Linked DNA regions of Macaca mulatta: region 1 is linked to region 2. A link is a contact called in public Hi-C data. All regions are on one chromosome and are shown on one strand. Each heading gives the region's core, a stretch centred on a gene start, on an enhancer-like site or on the middle of the called end of the contact. The rest is flanking DNA. Distances are from core to core; before and after follow the strand shown. Region 1 holds the start of ZNF227 (zinc finger protein 227). Region 2 holds the start of ZNF226 (zinc finger protein 226).

Region 1 (5,152 bases), core at 2,533-5,032, 48 kb before region 2:
AAATGAATATTACCTCCAAAATAAAGAAAGTGTTAACCTGAATTCTATGTTCAACTAAATGATAATTTACATGAGAAAGAAGCAATATTTTAGCTGAAAAAAAACGAAGAAAAATTTGTAACCATGTGAACTCTAAAAGATGGACTGTAAAAAGCAATGGTAAGAAAACATTTGTGAGTATATTGGTAATATAATCTTTGTTTTAAAAAAGCCAAAGAACTATAATGACAAATTTTGAGGGTGGTTATAATAAAAAGTAGACCTATAAAAACCTAGTCTTCTTAAAAAAAAAAAAAAGGTACATCATTTTCTTTTTCTTTGAGACGGAGTTTTGCTCTTGTCACCCAGGATGGAGTGCAATGGCGCGATCTCAGCTCACTGCAACCTCTGCCTCCCAGGTTCAAGCGATTCTCCCGCCTCAGCCTCCCGAGTAGCTCGGATTACAGGTACACGCCACCACGCCCGGCTAATTTTTGTGTTTTTAGTAGAGACGGGGTTTCACCATGCTGGCCAGGCTGGTCTCAAACTCCTGACTTCATGTGATCCACCTGCCTCAGCCTCCTGAAGTGCTGGGATTACAGGCATGAGCCACTGTGCCTGGCCCCATCTTCTTTTAGATTTTTTTTAGTCTCAATATTCTTCAGAATAAGAACACATGCTGATTAAATTTAGTATTTGCTAAGAGAATATTTTTAAAGTTAGAAGAATGACACAAAACCATATAAACCCCAGACCAGTTGAGCACAAATAAAAGGGATAAGTTGAACAAAAAAACACAAGAAAGGAGAACAAAATATACACAGAGATAGTAAAAGCAAATTATCCCAGACTGCACTAAAAAAAAAAAAAAATTATATAAATATATTCTAAAAGACACTACAAAAACATAATGACAAAAAGTTTGAAAGAAAAAGACCGAAAAAAGATATAATATACTGAGCAAATAGCAAAATAAAGCTTCAGTTTCAGAGGTCATGGTAAAATATGAAAAAAAAACTGACCCCAGCTACTCAGGAGGCTGAGGCAGAAGAATCGCTTGAACCCAGGAGGCGGAGGTTGCAGTGAACCAAGATGGGGCCACTGCACTCCAGCCTGGGCAACAGAGCGAGACTCCATTAAAAAAAAAAAAAAAAACTGACCTGATATCTGGTATATGCTTTAAGACAACCATCTGCAGCCTTTTTGGCACCAGGGACCAGTTTCGTGGAAGACAATTTTTCCATGGATGGGGACAGGGGAGATGGTTTGGGGATGAAATGTTCCACCTCAAATCATGAGGCATTAGTTACATTCTCATAAGGAGCGCACAACCTAGATCCCTTGCATATGCAGTCCCTCCTATGAGAATCTAATGCCCCTGCTAATCTGGCAGGAGGCAGATCTTAGGTGGTACCACTCCAATCACCTCCTTCTGTGCCATCAGGTTCCTAACAGGCCACAGGCTAGTACCAGGTCTGCTGCCCAGGGGTTGGGGACTCCTGCTTTAAGACAATCTAGTTTGTTTTTTTTTTTTTTTTTTTTTTTTAAAGGAGCGGGGGTGGAAGGAGGTGGAGATAGTCTGCAGCAAATGTTGTGTTGGTTACACAAGATTCACTGCACCACTCATTTGACAGTTGAATATGCTTGAAATTTTTCAGCTGGGCGCAGTGGCTCATGCCTATAATCCCAGCACTTTGGGAGGCCGAAGTGGACGGATCACCTGAGGTCAGGAGGTTGAGATTAGCCTGAGTAACATGGTGAAACCCTGTCTCTACCAAAAATACAAGAATTAGTTGGGGATGGTGGCACACACCTGCTATCCCTAAGTTACTCAAGAGGCTGATGCAGGATAATCACTTGAACCTGGGAGGTGGAGGTTGCAGTGAGTTGAGATTGTGCCATTGCACTCCAGCCTGGGCAACAAGAGTGAATCTCCGTATCACAAAAAAAGAAAGAAAGAAAGAAAGAAAAAAAGAAAATTTTCATAATATATTAAGAAAAAAACTACACAGAATACCAAACCTATTTTGAGAAACATCCATAGCAAATACTAAAGAGAAACACTATAAAGTGTCAGCAGTTTTATTATAAGTAATTTTTTCTTTATTCTTATGTTTTCTGAATCACTGTCCAATAGAAATATACTGAGACACATACGTAATTTTAAATTTTCTAGCAGTGACATATAAAAAAGGCAAAACAAAAACAAACAAAAATAGGCAAAGTTAATTTTAACAATATATTTTATTTAAGCCATTGAATCCAAAATATTACCATTTTGACAAATAATACAAAAAATTGTCAGTAAGGCATCTTACACTTTTTGCACAAAGTTTTTGAAATCCAGTGTGTATTTAACACTTATAGCACATCTCAATTTGAACTAGACACATTTCAAGTGCTCCTAGGGCACACATGGCTTACAGCTACTGGATTGGATAGTGCATCCTATAATAAGCATTCATTACTTCTATAACCAGAATATGACATATTTTGACATGGAATGAAATTAAGTGAGATGTTGTAAGATTTTTCTAAAAAATTCAAAATTCATCAGTGCAGTTTTTGAGGTCTTCCACAGTAAAATCTATACCTACATTCCCAAGGCTGATTTCCAACGACTCACCTGTAGCCATATGGATTACTATTTAAGATAACTGAAGATGACTATATCATTAAGATCACAGACACTGAAAAAGGAATAGAAAATAAACAACAAAAACCGAAGAAACAAAAACAAACAAAAAAGATCACACACTCTGAAAAGGAATGCTTGGGTTCAATCCCAAATCCACCTCTTACTATCAGTTGAATAACTTCGGGAAAGTATTTAATAACATAAGCTCTGCCTAATTGCCTCATAACATAATAACTAGACCTACTTCATCAATAGCTATGGTCCACAGACGAAAGGCTTAAAATCAAAGTGGTAAGATGTTATTGGTAATACTCATTTCCAAATAGCTTTCCTACCCACTCTCACATTTATTCAACAAATATTTCATCATTTTTCAGTAGTAACTTACTGAGTGAAGGAAACTTGACTAACTGAAAGGGCAGAAAACGGAGCAACAAAGTGCGTTCAAGAGCAGGTACCTGGGGCTATGCTGGGAGAAGCCAAGAAGTCCCTCCTTCCTCCTCTTTGCGAATTAGGAGCCGGTGAATAAAAGGACGCTGTCAGCACGATGGAGTCTCCATCCCGGATAAATGGCAGTAAATATCCCCACGCATTGGAGCTCGAGGACTCAATCCTTCCTTAAAAAAAAAAAAAAAAAAAAAATCAGTAAAAGTTCGGAAAGAGCTCGGTCTCCTGAAGGATACGTCAAGACATAAAGCCCTGACCTTTCTTCTCTCTTCACTGGAGCTTCCAGTAACAAGGGCGCTTGTGAGGTAATCACTGTATAACCAGCACAAGCCAACCCAGTATCTGGTGCCACCACTGTTCTAAGGTTTCACGCGTATTATCTTGTTTAATTCTAATTACAACCCTACCCAGTAACTACTATCTTTACTGCTATTTTAAAGATGAGGAAATAGGAGCGCGGATCATAGTTAACTCGCTGTTTATTATACCCACAGAAGTAGCGGCGCTGCTCGCCAAGTCCAGGAGGAGAGCAAACTTCCACCCTCGGCCTCTCGGCCTCCGCCGCGGCCGCGACCTCTCCATCCTAAGACTGATGGCTGGGGTGCGCCTATTCCCAAGCGGAGGCTGAAAAGGTTCAAGAGGGGTCGTGGTGGGTGACGGGTTGACTCACCTCCCAGACCCAAAAGATGGTGGCAGCCTCGCTTTCTGGGGCGGAAGTGGCTCTCCCTGCCCAGAGCTCTTGAACTACCCTTCCCAGAAGGCCCGCGCTCCTGAGGCCCAATTGTTTCCGGACAGAGTTCTGGAATACGTTTCCCAGAATTCCCAGGAGCAAGAATCATCCAGCTGTCGCCCTCTTCGCGCTTAAAAAACAAACAAACAAACAAACAAAAAAGGAAGAGAAAGAGCGAGTGAGAGAGGGTTACCGAGAGTGTGACAAAAGAACCTCCAAATTCTCGGAGCTCCCGGACTACAACATCCAGAATCCCCTTTATGGCTTCTTGCTGTTTAGCCAGGCCGAAGCAGTTCTCTGATTTCAGTGGAATTTAGGTTTTTCTTATTAACAAAAAGTAACAGCAAATGTGTGAAGAATTGGAGCCCTAAAATAAAAAAAAGATTATAGGCCGGGCGCGGTGGCTCACGCCTGTAAGCCCAGCACTTTGGGAGGCTGGGGGGCTGGAGGGGGCAGATCACTTGGTCACGAGTTCGAGACCAGCCTGGGCCAATATGATGAAACCCTGTCTCTACTAAAAATATAAAAATTAGCCGGGTGTGGTGGCGCGCGCCTGTAGTCCCAGCTACTTGAGAGGCTGAGGCAGAAGAAACACTTGAACCCGGGAGGTGGAGGTTGCAGTGAGCCAAGATCGTGCCACTGCACTCCAGCCTGGGTGACAGAGTGAGACTCTGTCTCAGAAAAACAAAAAATAAAACAAACGTTTATAAGAAGCAGATCATGTGATCCTGTACTAATAGAATTATACCCACCACGTCCCCAAAAAAGGCAGGGGAAACCCTTTTTCACATTTAACAGGATCAACTAATAGGAAAACTACTCTTTAGTTACAAAAAGAATGAAAGAACAACCAAAAAATGCAAGGAAGGCAGAATATATTGTGGATTTCCACTTTTGTTAATAGCACAGTCATATAATTCAGAATAGCTTGCTTGCTGAAGATAGCTAGACATAGAAAACACAAGCTTTGGCATATTGTATGATCAACTCCTCAAAGCAACTGAGGCCACTGTATTCATTCCTCAAGGAGTTTCTGACTCTGAAAGATGAACAAGTTTATTACTTCAGTGTTTAAACCATGATCTTTATTTGCTTATTAAATGTATGATGGAATTGATGTTTCCAAGAATTGAGGGTTGAAAGAAGAGAGCAATATCTAAAAATATCCACATATCCACTACAGTACGTTTGCAGTTCTCATTTACTAAATATATATTCTTTATTCTGTTATATATAACTATCTCTTATAAAGAACCAAGTATGTGCCAGGAACTAGTCCAAACTATTCAGACTCTGGGACCCTCGCTATATTTTCACAACTTTTTTCTTTTTTCTTTTCTTTTTTCGTGTTGTTGTTG
Region 2 (5,049 bases), core at 1,334-3,833:
CAGAGGTTGCAGTGAGTCAAGATCACACCATTGTACTCCAGCCTGGGCAACAAATGTGAAACTCTGTCTCCAAAAAAAAAAAAAAAGGTTAAATTAGGAAACAGTCATTAATCACAATAATAACGATGACGTGACAATGATGACAACTATGGCAATGATATCTAATGTTAAATTAACAATAACTAGGTAGCTAATCTTCCCACTTCAGACAGAAGGCCTCCAGAACCAAAGATGGCAAGGAATCTACTCCCCAAAGCCTGGGAGAAATAGATCTTCAGGACACTAAGTCCCTCCATTGTGACTCTAGACTTGCCAGCTGCCTTCTACTCATGTCATGGTTTTTGCAAAGAAACTTGACAGTTAATATTTAGTGGGAAAGAAAATCACTGGACTGAGTAGGGTTCTCGTATGGCCAGCTCAGTTTTATCTGTGACATCTGGCAGGGTCAGTTTTCTAGTCCTGAGTTTCCAGATAAGACCTTTTCCTGAGCTTCTCAAACTTTAACTTGCACCTTAATCGCCCTGGGATCTTGTTGAAATGCAGATTTCTGGGTCCTATCTGCAAAAATGCTAAATCAGAAGGTCTTGGGTAGGGCTCAAGAATGGGTGATGCCAACGTTGCTGCTTTGTGAACAACAATTGAGTAGTGTTGCATTGTACTCAGTCCCGCCCCCCCCAAAAACCCCTAATAAACAGAAATATATACAAGAAAAACTTGACAGAAAGGCACTAAAACCATAGTTGTTATCTTTATATCCTAAGGTCATGGCGAATTTACATTTTAAAAATATATTTCTATATTTGCATGATTATGTGTTACCTCTATTATTTGAAACAAATAAAACTAATAATTGAGAAAACTTTTTTTTTTTGAGACGGAGTCTCGCTTTGTCGCCCAGGCTGGAGCGCAGTGGCGCCATCTCAGCTCACTTCTAGCTCCACCTCCTGGGTTCACGCCATTCTTCTGCCTCAGCCTCCTGAGTAGCTGGGACTACAGGCGCCCGCCACCACGCCTGGCTAATTTTTTTATTTTTTTTATTTTTAGTACAGACAGGGTTTCACTGTGTTAGCCAGGATGGTCTCGATCTCCTGACCTCGTGATCCGCCCGCCTCGGCCTCCCAAAGTGCTAGGATTACAGGTGTGAGCCACCGTGCCCGGCCAAGAAAACTATTTTTAAAAACTCTTTTCTGTTTTTGAGAGTCTTGCTCAGTTGCCCAGGCTGGAGTGCAGCAGTGTGATCTCAGCTCACAGCAACCTTGCCACCCGGGTTCAAGCGATTCGCCTGTCCCAGCCTCCCAAGCTACTGGGATTACAGGTGTTTGCCACCATGGCTGGCTAATTTTTTATTTTTAGTAGAGATGGGGTTTCGCCATGCTGGCCAAACTCGTCTCAAACTCCTGGCCTCAAGTGGTCTGCCTGCCTCAGCCTCCCAAAGTGCTGGGATTACAGGCATGAGCCAGCGCGCCCAGCCACTATTTTTTAAAACTAACAGAATAGCCCAAACCTTGAGTGAAGTCCCAACCTATTTTCACATGATACCAGCCAGTTGCCTATGGCTCATGGAGAACATACCAAAGAAAACTCAGGTCTAGACTCAGACTGTCTCGCTTTCAATGCTAGCTCTGCCTCCTACTAGCTGGGTGGCTATCAGCAAACAAGTTACGTTCTTATGTCCCAGTCTCCTCGGAAAAAGAGTATCACTTCACAGAGCCACTGTATAGTGGAAAGGTGTTCATTTGTATAAATCCCTTAGAATGGAACTTAGCAACTAACGCTAAATTATAACCACTTCTCATGCCTAAATACATGACCCACACATTCTCTGATTTATGTGAATAAAACAAGAATAATAACAAATCTTACTCACATGGGGCTCTGCTGCCTCCTCCTCTGTGCAGTGCTTTTTGAGAAGTCAGCGCTGGGGAAGAAAAAGGGGCTGTGAAATAACTAGAATTATGTCTCCATCCCCGATACATCACAGTGGCATCTCCCAGTACCAGTTAGAAGCAACCCTCTCCTTCCTAAAAAGAGGTCAGAGGCAATCCAGCTTCATGGGCTCCCAGGAGTTCGCTACAAAATGGGAGTTTCTAGGGAAATTTTAGTAGTATTGGTAATTCACATGCCAGGCAGTTTTAAACTTTTTGTACTACCTCGTTTTCTCTCAAAACATTAGGAAGGTATGGCTTTCATTTTCCTTCAGAACAGCAAACGAAGGTACGGGGATTAACTAACTCGCCCAGTGTGATACTGTATGAAGTGGTAGGGCTGGCTCATCAGGTGGGGGAGTCACAATGAGGGAGCGAATAGCCCAAGAGACCTTCAAACCCGACGAAGCATCACCCCAACCGCACGAAGCCACTACGCCCCCAATGCAAACAAGCTCCGTCGAGGGAAACGCAAAAGACCATCCTGGCCCCTCAAACCGCCGCTCTTTGCCGCTACTCCTTTTTTTCTCCAAACAAAAGACCGCTAGTTGTTGACACAAGCCCATTTCGGGGAAGTTTGAAAGGTTCCTGAGAAGCTGACCTGAATCACCAGAGCCGGGGAAAAGATGGCTGCTACGTCGTCTTCCTGGGCGGAAGTGCCTGCAATTATCAAGAGCACCGGGACTACACTTCCCAGAATTCCACAGCACTGCCTTCCTCGAGCCGGAAGTGCCCACAACTACCTGGAAAGATTGGACTGTAGTTCCCAGGATTCCAGGGGAAATGTTTACAGCCTTAACTGTAGCTGAGGTATGTGCGAGTACACGGAGCTCCGGACTACATATCACAGAATACTAGAGTTGGGGGAAAAACAGAACAGTACCGCCCTCCTGGACTACACTTCCGGAATATCCAACCCTTCTGATGTGGAAGTACCTGATGTGGAAGTACCTTCTGATGTGGTAGTACTCAACTACCTTGAGCTCCTGGTTTTCATTTCCCAGAATCCCTCACTTCTCTTTAGGTATTATTATGGTCTGAGTGTTTTATGGCCCCCACCAAATTCATATGTTGAAATCCTAACTCCCAAGATGATGGTATTAGGAGGTGGAACCTATGGGAAGTGATCAGATCAAAAGGGCAATGCCCTCATGACTAGCATTAATGCTCTCTTAGAGGTGGCCTGAGGGAGCTCCTTCGCCTCTTTAGTTATGTGAGGACACAGCCAGAAGGACCATGTATAACTTAGAAAGTGGGACCTCACCAGACACTGAATCTGCTGGCACCCAATCTTGGGCTATGTGCCAGCAATTCCACTCCTAAGTAAATACCCAAGAGAACTGAAACATGTCCACACAAAAACTTGTTCTAAAAAAGTTCATAGCAGCATTAGTCATAATAGTCAAAGTGGATACGACCCAATGTCCATCAACTGATGAGTGGATAAACAAAATGTGGTCTATCCATATAATGCAATATTTAGTAATGTGAATGAACAAGATACTGATTCATGTTACAACATAGATGAACTCTGACGACATTATGCCAAATGAAAGAAGCCAGACACAAGAAACCATATGTGGTATGATTCCATTTGTATCAAATGTGCAGAATAGGCAAATCCATAGAGACAGAAAGTAAATTAGTTGTTTCCAGGCCTGGGGAGATGTAGCTGGGAATGGGGAGTGACTGTTAATACCTAGGGTTTGTTTTTTTTTTTCTTACTTTTTTAGAGACAGCGTCTTGTTATGTTTCCCAGAATGAAGTACAGTGGCTATTCACAGGCATGATCATAGCATACTGCAGCCTTAAATTCCTGGGCTCAAGTGATCCTCCCCCATCAGCCCCCTGAGTAGCTGAGACTCCAGGCATGCACCACCACACCCAGCTCATGTAGGGGGTTTCTTTTGGGAGCAGACGAAAGAGTTCTAGGATTAGATAGTGGTAATCATTGCACAATATCGTGGATCTTTTCAAAGACACAAAAATGTTATGTGACAGTATCCCCTAAGTGTTAAAATGTAGCTAAACTCAAAGCTAAGACAGGGAAATCCCAAGGGCCAAAGATGAACAGGAAAGTCAAGCCCACAGATGGCAAAACTGAATTATCCCACAAGGGCTGGGCATACTAGGTAAGAGCTAAGGAGTTAATCTTGAGTGTGGATGGGAGTTAGAGTAGCCATGCATTTTGGGAGACATGAACTATACAATACTAGAAATGAGACAGTTCTCTCCTCTTGACTGTGAACAACCAACCACCAACCAAAAACAAATAAAGCCAGATAGCTCCCAGTTTCTACAGCTATCTTGTGACTAACCTGAAGACTCAGGTCACAAGGAAGGTAGATGTAGACTGTACCTACAGTCATCAGTTATGGGGTGGAGGGGCAAGAAATTATTTGGTTTAGTCTACTAGTTTTGGTTACAAATTACCTTGAAGGAAGATGACCTAATGTAGTATCTGGTCATACAAAGAAAGAAAAAGAAAAGAATATAGGTACTGGATTTCTGAAGCCCTGTGTTCAGAAAAGAGTTAACATAGGCCTGAGGCTGTTATACTTAAAAGGCCTGCTTGCAACAGGCTATAGTTTGATGGTGTTACCTTGTTAAAACTTAATCCCTTCTTGCTCTTTCATTGCTCCCACCATATGAGGACATAGCACCTGTCTCCTCCAGAAGATGCAGCAACTAGATGCCATATTGGAAGCAGAAAGCAGCAGCCCTCACCAGACATTAAACCTGCCAGCATCTTCACTATGGACTTCCCAGCCTCAAGCACTGTGACAGATAAATTTATATTGTTTATAAATTACCTAATCTGTGGTATTCTGTTATAGCAGCACAAGATACAAGGTTAGTCCTTGACTGGTGTTCAGGAACTTGAATTTCAGGAGGATTTCCAGAATTCCCTGATAAGAGTGGCTCACCATGCCCCAGCTATTTGTATAATGTGATTTATGCTGAATTCCTTCTGGGAATCTAGAATTTTGGCCCAAGCTGGCCTATGTGACCAGTTCCAGAACAAAACAAACAAAACACAACACAGTGCCTAGGGCACTAAGTCTCCATTGAGCTTCCGGGATAAACATTTCACATGTTACAATTCAATGCTGAAGAAACAGTA

The links. Hi-C and Micro-C count contacts between places; a contact is called where the count stands out from the background.
Region 1: a contact with region 2 is called in a Hi-C map of fetal cortical plate, with 1.6 times the contacts expected there. The contact joins the promoter of ZNF227 here to the promoter of ZNF226 in region 2. A contact is called at or near these places in 2 of 14 Hi-C or Micro-C datasets (cortical neurons and fetal cortical plate).

Annotation. Positions count from the first base shown.
Region 1 is chr19:56,599,504-56,604,655 of T2T-MMU8v2.0, reverse strand. It overlaps ZNF227 (zinc finger protein 227), which reads right to left and starts at 3,782. Exons shown (of 9, transcript XR_013410792.1): 1 at 3,557-3,782; 2 at 3,076-3,234.
Region 2 is chr19:56,550,837-56,555,885 of T2T-MMU8v2.0, reverse strand. ZNF226 (zinc finger protein 226) reads right to left here and starts at 2,583. Exons shown (of 8, transcript XM_077983224.1): 1 at 2,527-2,583; 2 at 1,868-1,918; 3 at 1-63. It overlaps LOC144337580 (a long non-coding RNA gene), which reads left to right. Exons shown (of 2, transcript XR_013410797.1): 2 at 1,164-1,921.